Regions from separate parts of the Gossypium hirsutum genome. Here region 1 is linked to region 2. Evidence: chromatin contacts called from public Hi-C data. All regions are on one chromosome and are shown on one strand. The core of a region is the stretch at or near the end of the contact, and the rest is flanking DNA. Distances in the headings are between cores, read along the strand shown.

Region 1 (7,181 bases), core at 344-2,843, 57 kb after region 2:
CGTGACGTGGACACCACTGTTGATGAGTTTATTTGCAAATTGAAGGGAAGGGTTAATGTGGCCTTGAGAAGCGAAAGTTACTAAGAGGACTTGGGGGGGTTGTTGTTGTTGGTCCGCCATTGAAGGACAGATGATGAGTCGGTATTCTAGTTATAACTTGACAGTTAATGGAATGAGGATAATTGCAGAGGCTGCTATGGGTTCTTATACACACCAAAAAAAGAAGAAGTAATAATTGGAGTTGAAAATGTGACGTTTGCGGTGACGCCCCGCTCAATTGAAAATGCTTTTTAAGTTAAAATAGTCTGTACATATATATATATACACGAAAGGTTTCGAAGATTGGATTATGCATTTCATTCATCCCCTGGCATTTGTGAAAAGTACGAGGATACGACGATTCACAAGTTTGTAGCCAAGTTTAGTGATAATCGCGTGTATCCTCTATTATTTCTTCATTCTTAAAATATTTATCATATAAAAATGTAAAATTAAAATAATTTTACACAAATATATTAATAGAGATAATACATATAAAATAGAGAATTTGATTGTGCAACAATATTTATTATTATGAACCTTACCAATGGACAAGTTATGGGATTAGAATCTTTAAGAGGCTGCTATGGTTTTCTTTTTATAATACACAATTGGAATTGAGAATTGACGTTTGCGATGATGCAGCCGCCGGGCAATGCCTTCTGTAAAGTGGGTGATGCTGAAATACACACAATCCAATCTGATTCAGAATTGGTGAAATTCAATGTTATTACTAACTTCAAACTTTATATTTTTAAATTACAACATAATCCACACCAAACCACTGCTCACTTAAGTACACAACTTTCTAATTCACTTCAATTTCAAATTTTATAAATTATAGGGATTAAATTTGATAAAATTAGGACATAAATACTAAATTTACAATCTAAGGATAGTGCAGGGACTAATAACAGAATTTAACTTCTCTGAATTAATATTTCGAGGGTAAAACACTTCTCTAGTCTCTCTTAATTTTGAAACTGTCAATTAGTCTCTCTTTCGTCAATTGTGTATAATTTTGATATAGTAACAATTTTATCCCTCAATGTTTACATATATATATATTTTTAATTTGAGTTTGATTTTAAAAAATTCAACAAATTTAATCTCAAACATTTACATATTTGCAAAAATATTGTGGGTTAAATTTATTAACCCACAATATATATATTTTGATATAGTAACAAATTTATCCCTCAATGTTTACATATATATATATTTTTAATTTGAGTTTGATTTTAAAAAATTCAACAAATTTAATCTCAAACATTTACATATTTGCAAAAATATTGTGGGTTAAATTTATTAAATTATGATCAAATTGATAGAATGTGTAAATTATCAGAGCTAAATTTGTTATTATACTAGTCAAATTCATGTAAAATTGTTTAAAAATATTATTGCTTTTATTAATTGTCCTTAGTTGCTTACTTTCAAAATTTACAGGATTAAATTATTTTCATCTTTTTTTTCGAGGGATCAATTTGTTTAATATTAAAATTAAGAGGACCGGAGCGTATGTTAACATATCCTTCAACAGAAACACGCCACGTATTGAAACGCCGGTTCTAGCAAGTTGGAAAAGGCGGGCGGGTTCTACACTCCTCTAACAACCAACCACCATTTTCAATCCTACTTAGTTTAGCGTTCCAAGTAACTCTCCCTCCCACTCTTACCTTTCAAGCCCGTAAAGTCATGAGCTTGGTTCTGGAACCTCCGCCTCCACCTCTATCCAAATCCAAAACCGGTGCTCCGCTCAAACGCTGCTTCACCTCCATCCGCACCGCGTTATCTCCGCCAAACCATCGATTCAGAGCCTCTCGTTTTCCACTTCATCCGACTTCCAGCTCTAGACCAACTGTTACTGTGGTTCTAAAGACGGAGAAGGAAAAAAATGCGGTGACGGAGCAAAAAGACCCGCCGGTAAGGATTGTGGCAGTGGTCGGCCAAGGAAGCGTCAGCCCATTAAAATGCACCCCCTGGGAGGAGGTTATGATGCACACCGTAAGTGTTACTATTTTTTACTTGATATTTTCTTCAAATTCATTTTTTTTTCGTTCTCATTTTACTTTTTGTTTAAGATTTTGAAAGTTATTTGGAAAATCTTTTTTTTCATATAGATTTAAAATTTCGACAAAAAAATAAAGAAAAAAAGAGTCTATGATTTTACAATTTTACTAACATTGATAGTAAATTAATTTAGTGTAGCAAAACTTGCAATTGAACCTAAAAAGCTATCAGTTTATTTTGTAGTGTTGCATTTACATTAATGGACTTTTTTATTGAGCAACTGGAATTTTGATAGTGCTATTTTGGGAATTATATATGGTTTCTTGATTGTTTATGCTACTGATCAGGCAAAAAGATTGAAATGGGTGGATGAAGGATATGAAATGGTTGTTTTCCCTGACAATTTCCATCAATCTAATGATCAAACAGCCATGGATCTGCAAAAGGAATTGGCTTGTGCAGATATTTTGCTAGTTGTAGCTGTTACTAATCAAGACTCGGTGAAATGGATTGGGACAAATAGCGGAAACATCCCTAACGTAATCTGCTTTGAATCCGATCCGGGTTTGGTTAACAAATTAGGAGGCTCTTATGTCCACAGTGAAATGAAAGGAAGTATCTTTGACAAATTGGTGGGAATTTCTCAACTGAAGAAAACAGATGAAACAAAGGAAGTTGTGCAAACCGTATCGGAGGCATGGGACCGGTGTAATTCTGACGATATAAGGTTCTGTTTGTTGGTTATTATCAATGCTTATATTCAGCCAGTCCCGGTCTTGAAGAACTTGAGATCAAAGGGCTTTTCAACCCTGAACTGTATGGTGAAGAATTGTGGACCTCAGATATTGGATTGTCTTATGGATCCGAATTGTAGGAAAGCACTTCAATGCTTGAACAAATGCAGCCCTGTAGATCAGGTGTGTAATTATCGGTGTATTGCTTCATTTGAAAGTCCGAAACTAGAAGCATTTTCTCTGTGTGTTCTTCAGAAAAACAATTGTCTTGATTTAGATGCGAAGATCCCCGAAAAGCCGTACGTGCAGCCTATGCTTAAGTTTCGAGGGAAGGACTTGTGCCATGAAACCGCCAAAGATTTATTTGTTGGTTGGTTGGGGAGTTTGGATTGGAGTTGGCGAGTCGTAGCAGGACAGAACCCAGCCTATGATCAGTTCCCATGTCAGTACCAGCTATTTTACAGGGGAAAGGCGAAGGGATCGTTTTGGTACGAGCCAGTTTTTCAGGTTAAAACTTTAGAAGGAGAATTGGTTTGGAGGCGTCGTAAATATCGAGTCAAGAGAGCAAACGTTCCAGGGACATTTTACTTCAGTGTCTTGGATAACGGGGTTGTTTCGAACGAGTATTGGACAATCGTAGATGTATCAGAAAATTTTAGCTGGGGTCTGTTCCATTACCATGGGGCAGCACGAGTGGCCGGACAATCGTATACTGGAGCAGTGCTGGTTAGTCCGGATGGGACATACCCTAAACAGACACAGAACAACAGATTATCTTCAGCTTTGGAGAAATGTGGAATTAAGGAATGGGAATTATATACGGTTGATAACTGTGCATGCCAAGATCCTCCATTAGGAATTCCAGAAGGTTCAAGTTTACATTCAATGGTTGATGCAAAAGACCAGAGCTGGAGCTCAGTTTAAGGATGGCCTAATGTTCATGAATTCCTAGAGTGAATAGGTGAGTTTCGAAGTTAGAATGTGATATTTTGATTTTTTCATTTTTAATACCTGAAACTAAATTTTAAAGTCTTTCACTAACAGTTGATAGAGGCGTTCCATATAGAACCACCCTCCAAAAATAGGCGTATGCCGCTAAGAGCCGCGAGCACACGGTATTCTTTAGTAAAAGGCGAAAGAATAGTTCGCTTTGTGCTCACCGCACGGCTCCTTGATTTTTATATCTCCATTAGCTCTTTAATTTATGGAAGTGGGTTGGGATGCTGTTTTATGTATTGAGGCGATGTGGGATCCTTTTCCTCCAATTTCGACTGTTTTTAGGGTTTAGGGGCCTGCAGTTCTCCACTCCTCTGCTAAATTTCACACTTTTCTATAACGTTTTCCTCTCATTTTTTAATCCTCTAATTTTATAAGCTAATATGGTACAATAAATTCCTAATCCTATGTTTGTTTTTATTGGATTTTTGTCTTGTTTGAATAAATATATCTCCTACTTTTCTTTGAAATATTTAGATTTTGAAATGAATGTAATCTTTTACTTAAATTATTTTGTTAATTTAATAAAATGTTTCTCAGAAATAAATAAATAAAAGAATTTAAACCTATAGATTTTAGCAAAGTTTGCCTGTACGCCATTTCCTCCGGGATAATATAATTTTTTGCACTTAAACTTGACAATTAAATTTATTTTAGTGTATTTTTTTTAATTTATTTTGATACTTAAACTTGAGTTAGATTCATTTTGGTTCCTAAATTTAAAAATATATATAAGTGTGATGATATGGCACAATCTCATTGTGCCACATCATTACTTGAAAATTAAAAAATATAAAAAATTTTAAATAATGACGTGGTATAATTGCTAGATCAATAATAATCAATTAATTAATTAATTAAAATTTTATAAACAATTTATTAAATTGGTTCAACCACTTTGTTCGAACTAATATATCAGTCTATTTTTAGTTCAATAGGCCCAACTAATCAGTCTTGAATCTAATTGACAAGTTCAAGTATAAAAATGAATAAAAAATATAAAAATACTAAAATAGACTTAATTATTAAGTTAAATGGCTAAAAATTGTATTATCCCTAAGAATTAACATCTTTAGTGCCAAAGAAGCAAATGTAAGTGTTAACTATTAAGTGATAAATGATTTTTATTGGTATTAAATTTCCCTGGACAACCAACCCTTCTATCCGTTGATATAAGAAGGCAAATGCGAGCTAGTATATGTAATTTGTAAAAATATGGTTCTGTAGTCTTAGCCTATAGAGATGGGTGTATGGAGGCTAACATATCCATGGCATTAGCAGTTTGTGAAGCTTTTTCATGGCTAAAGGAGAAGAGGGTCGCTGCTGTCATCGTAGAAACGTATCATTCAAGTTGTATAAGTTTGTAATAATCCAACAGAAGACGAATTTGAATTGGGTCTAGTGGCTAATAATGATTGTTTTGGATTGTAAAATACTATACTAAACTAAAGAACAATTTGATAAAATTGAATTTACTTAGAAATCTTTTTAGTATGCATATCTGCCTTCATCAATTAAACATATGATGTTTATATATTTGAAAATGAATAATTGCTCCTAACCAATTATACACCAGACTCAGCAACTGACTAATAACAAACTAACAGTCCCTAATCTCTTTACTCTAACATTCATCCAGCTTCTCAAGGGGTAAGACTTGAAGTAAACTTCGAAACCGAGCAAAATTAGAGAAGGATAATGGTTTAGTAAGAATATCTGCAACCTGGTCACATGCTGGTACTTCATCAACCATAAAGGAGCCACTAGCCACATTTTCACGAACAAAAAATAAGTCAAGTTCGACATGTTTAAATTTGGAGTGTAACACTGGATTAGCAGTAACAGCAACTATACTGGAATTATCACACCAAATAGCAGGAGGATCAGTAGAACCGATTTGTAATTCTGTAAGTAGAGAAACTAGCCACGCAACATCACTAGTAGTTGTAGCCAACTTCTATATTCAGCCTCAGCTGTAGAGCAAGAAACAACTTGCTGCTTTTTAGAGACAGGTGTATGACCAAAGTAGACGTAATAGCCTGTAGTGGACCGACGGTCATCAAAATCTAGGCCTCAGTTGGCATCTGCATAACCCACTAAAGATTGTTTGTCAGATCGACAAAACACTAGCCCATAACTAATAGTGCCATGTAAATACCTCAATATACGTTTTAACGCTACCATATGAACTGTAGTAGGGGCATGCATGAATTGACACACATGATTTACTGCATATGCAATATCTGGCCGGGTTAAAACCACGTATTGAAGAGCTCCAGCAAGACTTCTATATTCAGTAGGGTCAGCAAGACGAGTACCCTCATCTTTAGATAATGTAGAAGAACTAATCATTGGCGTATGAACACTTTTTTGCATTAGCCGGAGAACACCTGTCAATAAGATCCTGAATGTATTTGCACTAACATAAGTGGAGACTACTAGTAGATGATCAACTGACTTTAACACCTAAAAAATAATGAAGATCATCCAAATCCTTTAGGGAAAATTCGTTATGCAGTTGCTGAACAAAACAGTTTATCTCATCAGTCAAGCATCCAGTAATAATAATACCATCCACATAAATCAAGACATAAATGATGGACTTGGTTGCAACTTTAACAAACAAGGAAGCATCAGATTTAGCCAAGAAAAATCTATTAGAGATAAGAAATTGCTTTAATTTATCAAACTAGGCACGTGGAGCTTTGTAACAACCTAATTTTTAGTGGTGTCAGAAATAGTGCTTCGAGACTACTAAAATCTGACAAGTGAGCTCATAAATTTTATTAGTTAGTGTTTATGAGCTAATTGAGAATTTAAGAAAGCTAAGAATTAGTGATTTGTGTTTTAGAAGGAATTATTAGGTTAAGTGATTTTGAAAATGAGGTATTGAGACCTTGATTTCATAAATCGAGTTGTAAATATTTTTATAAATATTTACGGAGTATTACTGAGATAGTAGTAAAATTTCGTTAGAAAATTTTAACGTTTTCATAATTAATTAAATAAAAAGGACTAAATTGTAAAAAAAACTATAAATTTGGGGTAAATCTGTAATTTCAAAAATTGAAGGGTATAAATTGTAACGTGAAATGAGGCTAAAATATGTGCTAATGGATGAATAATTTTATATTTTAGATTAAGAGCCCAAAGAAAATCATGGAAAAGAGAAATTATTTGAATAGTTCCTCAGCTACAACAAATTTTACAAATTAGCCAAGGTAAGTTCGTATGGTTAAACTTTAATGTTAAATGTTAAATTGATAAATGATATTATGTAATTGTTCATGTTATTTGTTGAAAATAAAATTATTGTTAAAATCACAAAATTGAAGTGAATTTTCAAAGTGAACGGGACGCGGGATTGGGTACAATCGTTCAGTATAAAAGAGGAATTGA
Region 2 (6,887 bases), core at 1,142-3,641:
AAAAATTGTGGAAGTGATGAAAATGAAATGTGAAAATTGAAGATAGTTTTATATGAAATTAAAATAGGCAATTTTATGCACATTTCAACACAATTAATATTTAAAAAGTTGACATTTATCAATAAATTAGTAATTAATTAAAAACAAAAATGACAACGCATATCTATTTATTACTCATTTGTGCCCACTTCAAGGATTACTGATTACTTTTGGTCAAACTGCTTTGTTATATATCAACAATCAAATGGATGATCGTTGAACATTTATTAGGGATCCCATTTCACCATCACACATTAAAACACGTTTTTAAATATACAAACTGTAAATAAAAATATTCCATCAATATGAACCTCATAGACATTGATACATGAATTCTGTCATCTTCTACTTGGCCATATATCACTAGATGAGTGCTTTTATTTTGGTTTTTTTTAATGCCCTTTTAATCATAAATATAATTTTAAATAAATATAACTTTAAAAGATTTATGATGACAAATAAATATTATAAAAATTGTGAATGATAAATACTTTTATATGTTTGGTCATAAATTCTAACTATCATCTATTGCAACTTTAATTTCTCTTTTTTTTTAAAAAAAACTTTAATTTCATTTAACAATAAAAAAATGAGTTTTCAGTTTTTATTCTGTTTAATTTATGCTCTTACTCCCTACAATTTTTGCACATTTAAAAATTAATCCATCTACGTTTTTTTTTTTTGTGAAAACTAATGTATCCATCATCAATAGTAATGATTAATCCCTTTGCGTCAATGCTCTCTGAATAAGTAAACAATTGGTCACGAAATGTGCTCTATCACTATAAGTAGGGATCGAACCCCTGATCACATGATTAAGGGACAAGATGAGCAATTATCATGTCATACCTTGTGGTTAGTTTATCTATGTTTAATTCTAGGAATTTAATCTCTTGTACTCTTTTGATTTAATAATTAAAGTCTAGTTAATAGCATTGTTAAAGGAAATCCGTTAAATTAAAAATATGAAAAGCGAAATAAACAATAAGGGTTTTTAGTTCTAAATCAAGAATTGTAATAGCAGAGTAAAAATCGATAATTTTCTTTTTGCCTACATAACTTGCACACAATCATAAATTTTTTTTGATTAATAGAAGTGGTATAAATTAAATTGTTGAAATTAAAATTAGATGGAGTAAAGCAGAATTAGACTTTTTTCCACTTTATTTATAAATTGGATATCAGATTTGATTAATAATTGACACCACACCACCTTGAATACGTCAATTTATAGTCAAAAATCAGATTCTAAGGTCAATCCAGCATGAGGGGTCACACCAAACCATGACATGAAGAGGCAGTAACAAGGAAAATCCAATGAAATATTATTAATTAATAGGAACAAACACCATTTTCAATAGAATTATTTTTAATTACCATGTTTTGGCTTTTTGAATTTGTTTGTTTGGGTGTAAAGGGGTATGTGTGAAAGTGCAAGGAAATGACTTCAAGATAAGATCTTGACCTTCTTATTCCGCTAATCCATGGAGAAATTGGGTCAGTCAAAGAAGGATACAAGGAAGCTTCATTTGACAGCACTAACAGTATTTGGCTGGAAAATTTTTAAAAGGTTTTTACCACTAATTTGCTTCTCAGTGATTTTGACCTTCCGGAACTGATGAGATTAACATTAATTTGGCTTTTGCTTTAGTCAAACCAATCTTTTTGATGATAACTACTATACGTAGTTGCCTAGCAACTCCCCTTTTACATTTTCATTTTAATATTTCATCTTTGTCCCATTCAAATGCAACAAAATAATATATCTACTATATTGTAATTCTTGATTTCTTTAGATCTCACAACCTGTTTATGCTTTTCATTTTGATGTATTTTTTGTTTACTTTTATTATATAAAAAGAGTTTAAATAAATTCGATTTCTAATTTAAATATAAAAATTAATAAATGAACTTAATCGAACACAAGCTTTCGAATATAGAAATTCACCTTGGGTTGAACTCAAATGAAATATAATTGTCATCAGGTAATCAAGCTGGATTACACCTCCATATATTCTCAATCTTATGCTAATCAATCCTTTAATCCAGAAAATCCACTTTCATCAAGAAAAAAGCTTAAAAGCTAAAATTGCATTACCAAATCTGGAAGAATTGCTTGGAATTTCATCAGAAAGGAACAGATGATAGAAAAGTCAGTAATTGGACCAAAGTAACCTATAAAATTATATATTTAATTTAGTGAGGTTCCAATCATTAATTGTTGGACAGGCCCTCCAACTCCAAGAAAGCACTTTCCTGGAATTAGTGTTTGCTCACCCACCTACCCCTCCTTAAATATGTGGGTGGTTTAGGATTTGATTAAAGCACAAATGAATTTTGCTTTTTAGTTCAGCCACTTATTATAAGAGCAATATCAGCAACATCCATGGGGTTCATGGTAGGTTCTTGATGTCTGCTGCTGGTGGCTAATCTAAAGTGCAACCGTGACTTAAAATGAAGATAAAAGCTTGACTTATCACTAAATTGTTTCCTGAATATATATTAAAAATTAAAAAAAATAATCAATTAATGTTAGGTATAGTAGTAAAATTAATTGTATTTTTAAGAAGACTAGGTTTAAATATTGGGAATGGCATTATTGGGAGGGGTAGCTCCAAGGGCGGAAGCCAGGGGCTAGCAGCACCCCGACTTCCTTAAAATGAAAAATTTTTTTTAGTCCCTTATAATTTATAGAAATTTAAATTAATAATGATAAAATTACACTTTACCCTTCAATAATAATAAATTTTTGATTTAATTTTTTAAAAAGTATAAAGATATAAAATATTAAAATAATAAAATTATAATTTCATTATTATAAAAATATATAACTAATTAAACAACTCCAAACCACCCAACAAGTAAAAAATAAAAATAAAAATAAAAAATCAGCTGGATTAACAAATAAAAGAAATTGCAGCCATATGCAGTATCTTAGAGAGAAGCTCACAAACGACTTAGCATCTCTTAAATTGGAAAGATCTTTACAAATAGTCAATGGAAAAAAACATGCAACTGTTGGAATCACATCTTTGTCGGCAATTTGCCAAAATTTCCTTTCTTGTGAAACTTTATGATCCTCAAACAGTTGGTTTGAATGGGTAAAAAAAAATTATAATAGTTGTATAAGTTATAGATTTAATTTATATGTTTTAATTTATTAAATTTAGTCTTTGTACTAAATTTTGAGATTTCAGTCTTGATCTAAACAATAATAGTTAAATTTCGTTGATTAATTTTTAATTTTATCTTGTACTATACTTAAAGTTGTAAATATAATCGATGTTTTTCAAATAGATTGTTTTTAGTCTCTATAATTCTTGAATTCTAAAATTTTAGTTTTGATGTAAACAACTATTAATTGACGTTTTGTGAGTAGTATGTGAAAAATAATAAATTTAGACAATATTCCACATAATTTTGAAAATAATAAAAATTAACTTAACAAATTTAATAACTACATTTGGTGAGGATCCCAATTTTAAAATTCAAAAGCACAAAGATTAAAATAATTAATTTAAAGTACATGCAATAGCAAATTTAACGGATTAGCATATAAATAATAGCTATCTTTTTTAATTTTTAACGTATGATTTAAAAACTCTTTATTGTGAAAATTAGTTGTGAATGCTTAATGGTTAAAAGAAAGAGAATGCGATAGCTAACAACTCCATTAACATTCTTTACTTAAATTTTGTGGTTCTCTTTTTTATGCTAAATAACTATATATGAGAAAACATTTATTTATACCAATATAAAATTTAGATACGGTATTATTAAGAGGAATAATTATGAACCTTAAACATGGACATTAAAACAAACATGAAGGATAAAAAAAAAGTAGTTTTATATATTTTCTTATATTTTGTATGATTAGTATTTTAACGATTTAACTGTTAAATTTTATATTCTATTCATATAAATCATGCAAGTCAAATTTGACATGAATCTAAAACTTTTAACTACTTGTTTTATGTTAAAAAAAAAGAAGAAGAAAATTTCAATTGTTCAAATAAATATTAATATATATAATATTTTCAACCAATATGATAGAAATATCGAATTGATTCAAAAATTTACATACATACCAAGTATAATTATATCAATAAATTTAATGATTAAATCATTAAAATAATAATAGTATAAAAATATACGTAAAAATACAAAAAGATATTAATTTTACACTACATATAATCTCTCACTCCACTGTTGTCCATAATGTTAAAGTGCATGGTTTATGTCTTTTTTTCCTCTTTTACTCAAAATTATAAGGGATAATTTGAATTCCCTCCCACCATTTTGTTAATTTATGGTGATAGGATTGGGTACCCCCAAAGACTTAAATTGCATTAAGAAATAGACGTGTGCCTAAATTGGCATTTCCCATGGGAACAATTGAAAGTCTGGGTTGAATTTTCATTTGATAATTTGCATGTTTTCCAGTTTCAGTGAAGGTGAGATAAAAATGGCAAGAATTGAATTGACATTTATATATGGAATATGGGGTGCAGCCGTTGATCTGATCTTGACTTGTGTGCATTCTTTACACAATTCAGTTATCTGTATGGGAACATATTCATTACTTTGTGTTCAGATTACTTTTTTTTTTTTTTGAGTGGTGTTCTTTAGTATTTTTACCTAAAATTAGTGCAACTTGCTATATCTTTTAATGCCATGTTTTTATGTCTATTTTTAGATAAAGATTAGGAGTGCTAAATATGTTTATCACTAGTTTTTTATTTGTTTTGTTTTGGTTAGTAGTGATGGTGAATATTGTGTGTTTTATGAACACACTAATTCTTTTACCTATCATCCTGTATATTAATTAAAATATTTTTAAATTGAACTTTTAAAAAATATATAACAATATAAATGTCTCGTTAGTTAGTTTGGACATATGATATTAAAATAATTTAAAAAATTAAATAAAAATAATATTATGACACGAAATAGGTAAACAGTTTGTAGTTTTAAAAAAATAAATATGATGTTATATTTATTTTATTGATTCATAAATTTGATTGATTGATTCAATTTAATTAAAGTGGATGTGAGAAGGAATTAAAAGTGAATATATATTAAATAATTAAGTATGTAAATTTGGTTGATTTAATTAAAGTAAATGTAAAATATTTTAATATTAAAAATGAAATAGAGGCACAGTTTAGACTTACTTATGGGCTAGGCTAAAGCTGGTTTGAAAAGTGAGAGTTTGAACAAAAATATAGGCTTGAAAAATGAGTTTGGGTAAAAAAAAAATAAGCCCCGTTTAAAAAATGAGTTAGGCCTTGGGTAAGGCATTTTTGGCCTAGCCCGAATTTACAAAATGGCAAAAAAATTTACTATTTTTTTTGTTGTTTTAATGCTATTTTCTTGTTGTTTGCTACTATTTCACTATTATGTTACTACTATTTTGTTATTGTCTGGATATTGTATAACACTTGTTTTATTGTTAATTTTGTTATTCTTTTAGAGGCATTTGCTTGTTAAGTTGCATCTATATTAGTTTTATTTAAGTGTACATATTTTTTAAAATTTATTTTTAATTTGTTGAGAAATTTTTATTTAAATGTTTTTAGTATTTTTGATGTATTATATATATTTAAAAATTATATAAAAAATAATATAGAAAAAGTAATACGGGCAGGCCGGGCCCGTGTTTTAGTATTTTTATTCAGGCCAAACTTAGAAAATGAGCCTAAATTTTTGGTTGGACCCGAAATCAACCCGATCCGGTCCATGAACAAATTATATTTTTACCAAAGATTATACCATGATTTTCTTCTAAGATAAAATAAGGTAAAATAATATATTTGATTGTTTTAAAAAAATCAAATGTAAATTAAAAAATATTTATTTTATTGTATTTATTAATTAATATTTTTTATTATTAAAACTTAATTCTAAAAATGAGATCCACAATAAATAAAACTAAAAGGGAAAGTATTTTAGAACATAAAGAAATAATTTAGAACTCAATGGTTTTATATATACTTCTGTTCTTCTTTTATATTATGTAGGACAAAGTTCACATAAAAGAGAAAAGGCAAAAGTTGCCTTAATAATTTAAAAGAGTTTTTTTTTTTAGCTTTTTGGTAAATTTGTATCCTAACAATTTTTGGTTTCTTCCTAACATTTTGAGTCTAGATCATAAAATAAGTTTAGATGGATCTTTTGATTCTCTTTGAAGTGGTCTCTTATAAGCCCAAATTAGAGTACTATAGCTTAAGATATAATTGAAATATTAAAGCATTATCAACTAGAAATTCAATAGTCGGACAATTAAAGAATCGAGTTTCATTTAGAAAGGTAATGAAAAAGACTATTGAATTAATTGAGCAAGTGGATACAAAAGACTATTCAAACTATCTATGGGGTATTAGGAATCAAAATTTGAATATATATAGATGAAAAATAATAAGAATAAGAATTCGCAAAAATTTGACAAAATTAATCTTTAAGCTCACTTTTCTCCGATCCTTTCACCTAATACATGAAAAATAAAAAAAATTATATTATATTAGAATTTTTAGGCATACAATAAAAATGTGTCACTTTATATTTTTTAAAAGAATTTATAATTAATCTCATACACTTTCTAACACTAGTTCAATTCACTTTAATAATATTGTAATCCTAACTAGTGTTGATTAATTAAATAAAATTAATGTCAAAGAAATTAAATAAAATTAACAAATAATAATAGTAATGCAAGGTTTATGTTTTTTTTTCTGTTCAACTAGATTTATAATTTATGGTATGGTGGGCTCAAATTTAGAATTTTAAAATTTATGATTTTAAGGAAAATGTTAGATCTAAATTTAAGGTCTAAAGGGTCTAGGTTTTGG

What was found. A called contact is a pair of places that touch in the nucleus more often than the background predicts.
Region 1: a contact with region 2 is called in a Hi-C map of leaf, with 2.4 times the contacts expected there. The contact joins the promoter of LOC121210213 here to the enhancer-like site in region 2. A contact is called at or near these places in 6 of 34 Hi-C or Micro-C datasets (anther, leaf and petal).

Annotation. Positions count from the first base shown.
Region 1 is chrA02:100,083,062-100,090,242 of Gossypium_hirsutum_v2.1, forward strand. It overlaps LOC121210213 (violaxanthin de-epoxidase, chloroplastic), which reads left to right and starts at 1,594. Exons shown (of 3, transcript XM_041082323.1): 1 at 1,594-2,046; 2 at 2,400-3,747; 3 at 3,831-4,202. The coding sequence starts at 1,738. The coding sequence ends at 3,710. It overlaps LOC121217059 (U5 spliceosomal RNA), which reads right to left and starts at 3,955; the gene lies at 3,839-3,955. It also overlaps the pseudogene LOC121210197.
Region 2 is chrA02:100,025,645-100,032,531 of Gossypium_hirsutum_v2.1, forward strand. No RefSeq gene overlaps it. Among protein-coding and RNA genes, the nearest start is that of LOC121217130, 13 kb to the left of the region's middle. Within about 2 kb of position 2,392, at least 3 of the 9 cell types and tissues checked have an H3K27ac peak or open chromatin away from gene starts, as enhancers often do. A contact at or near this core is called in leaf, where this site is marked.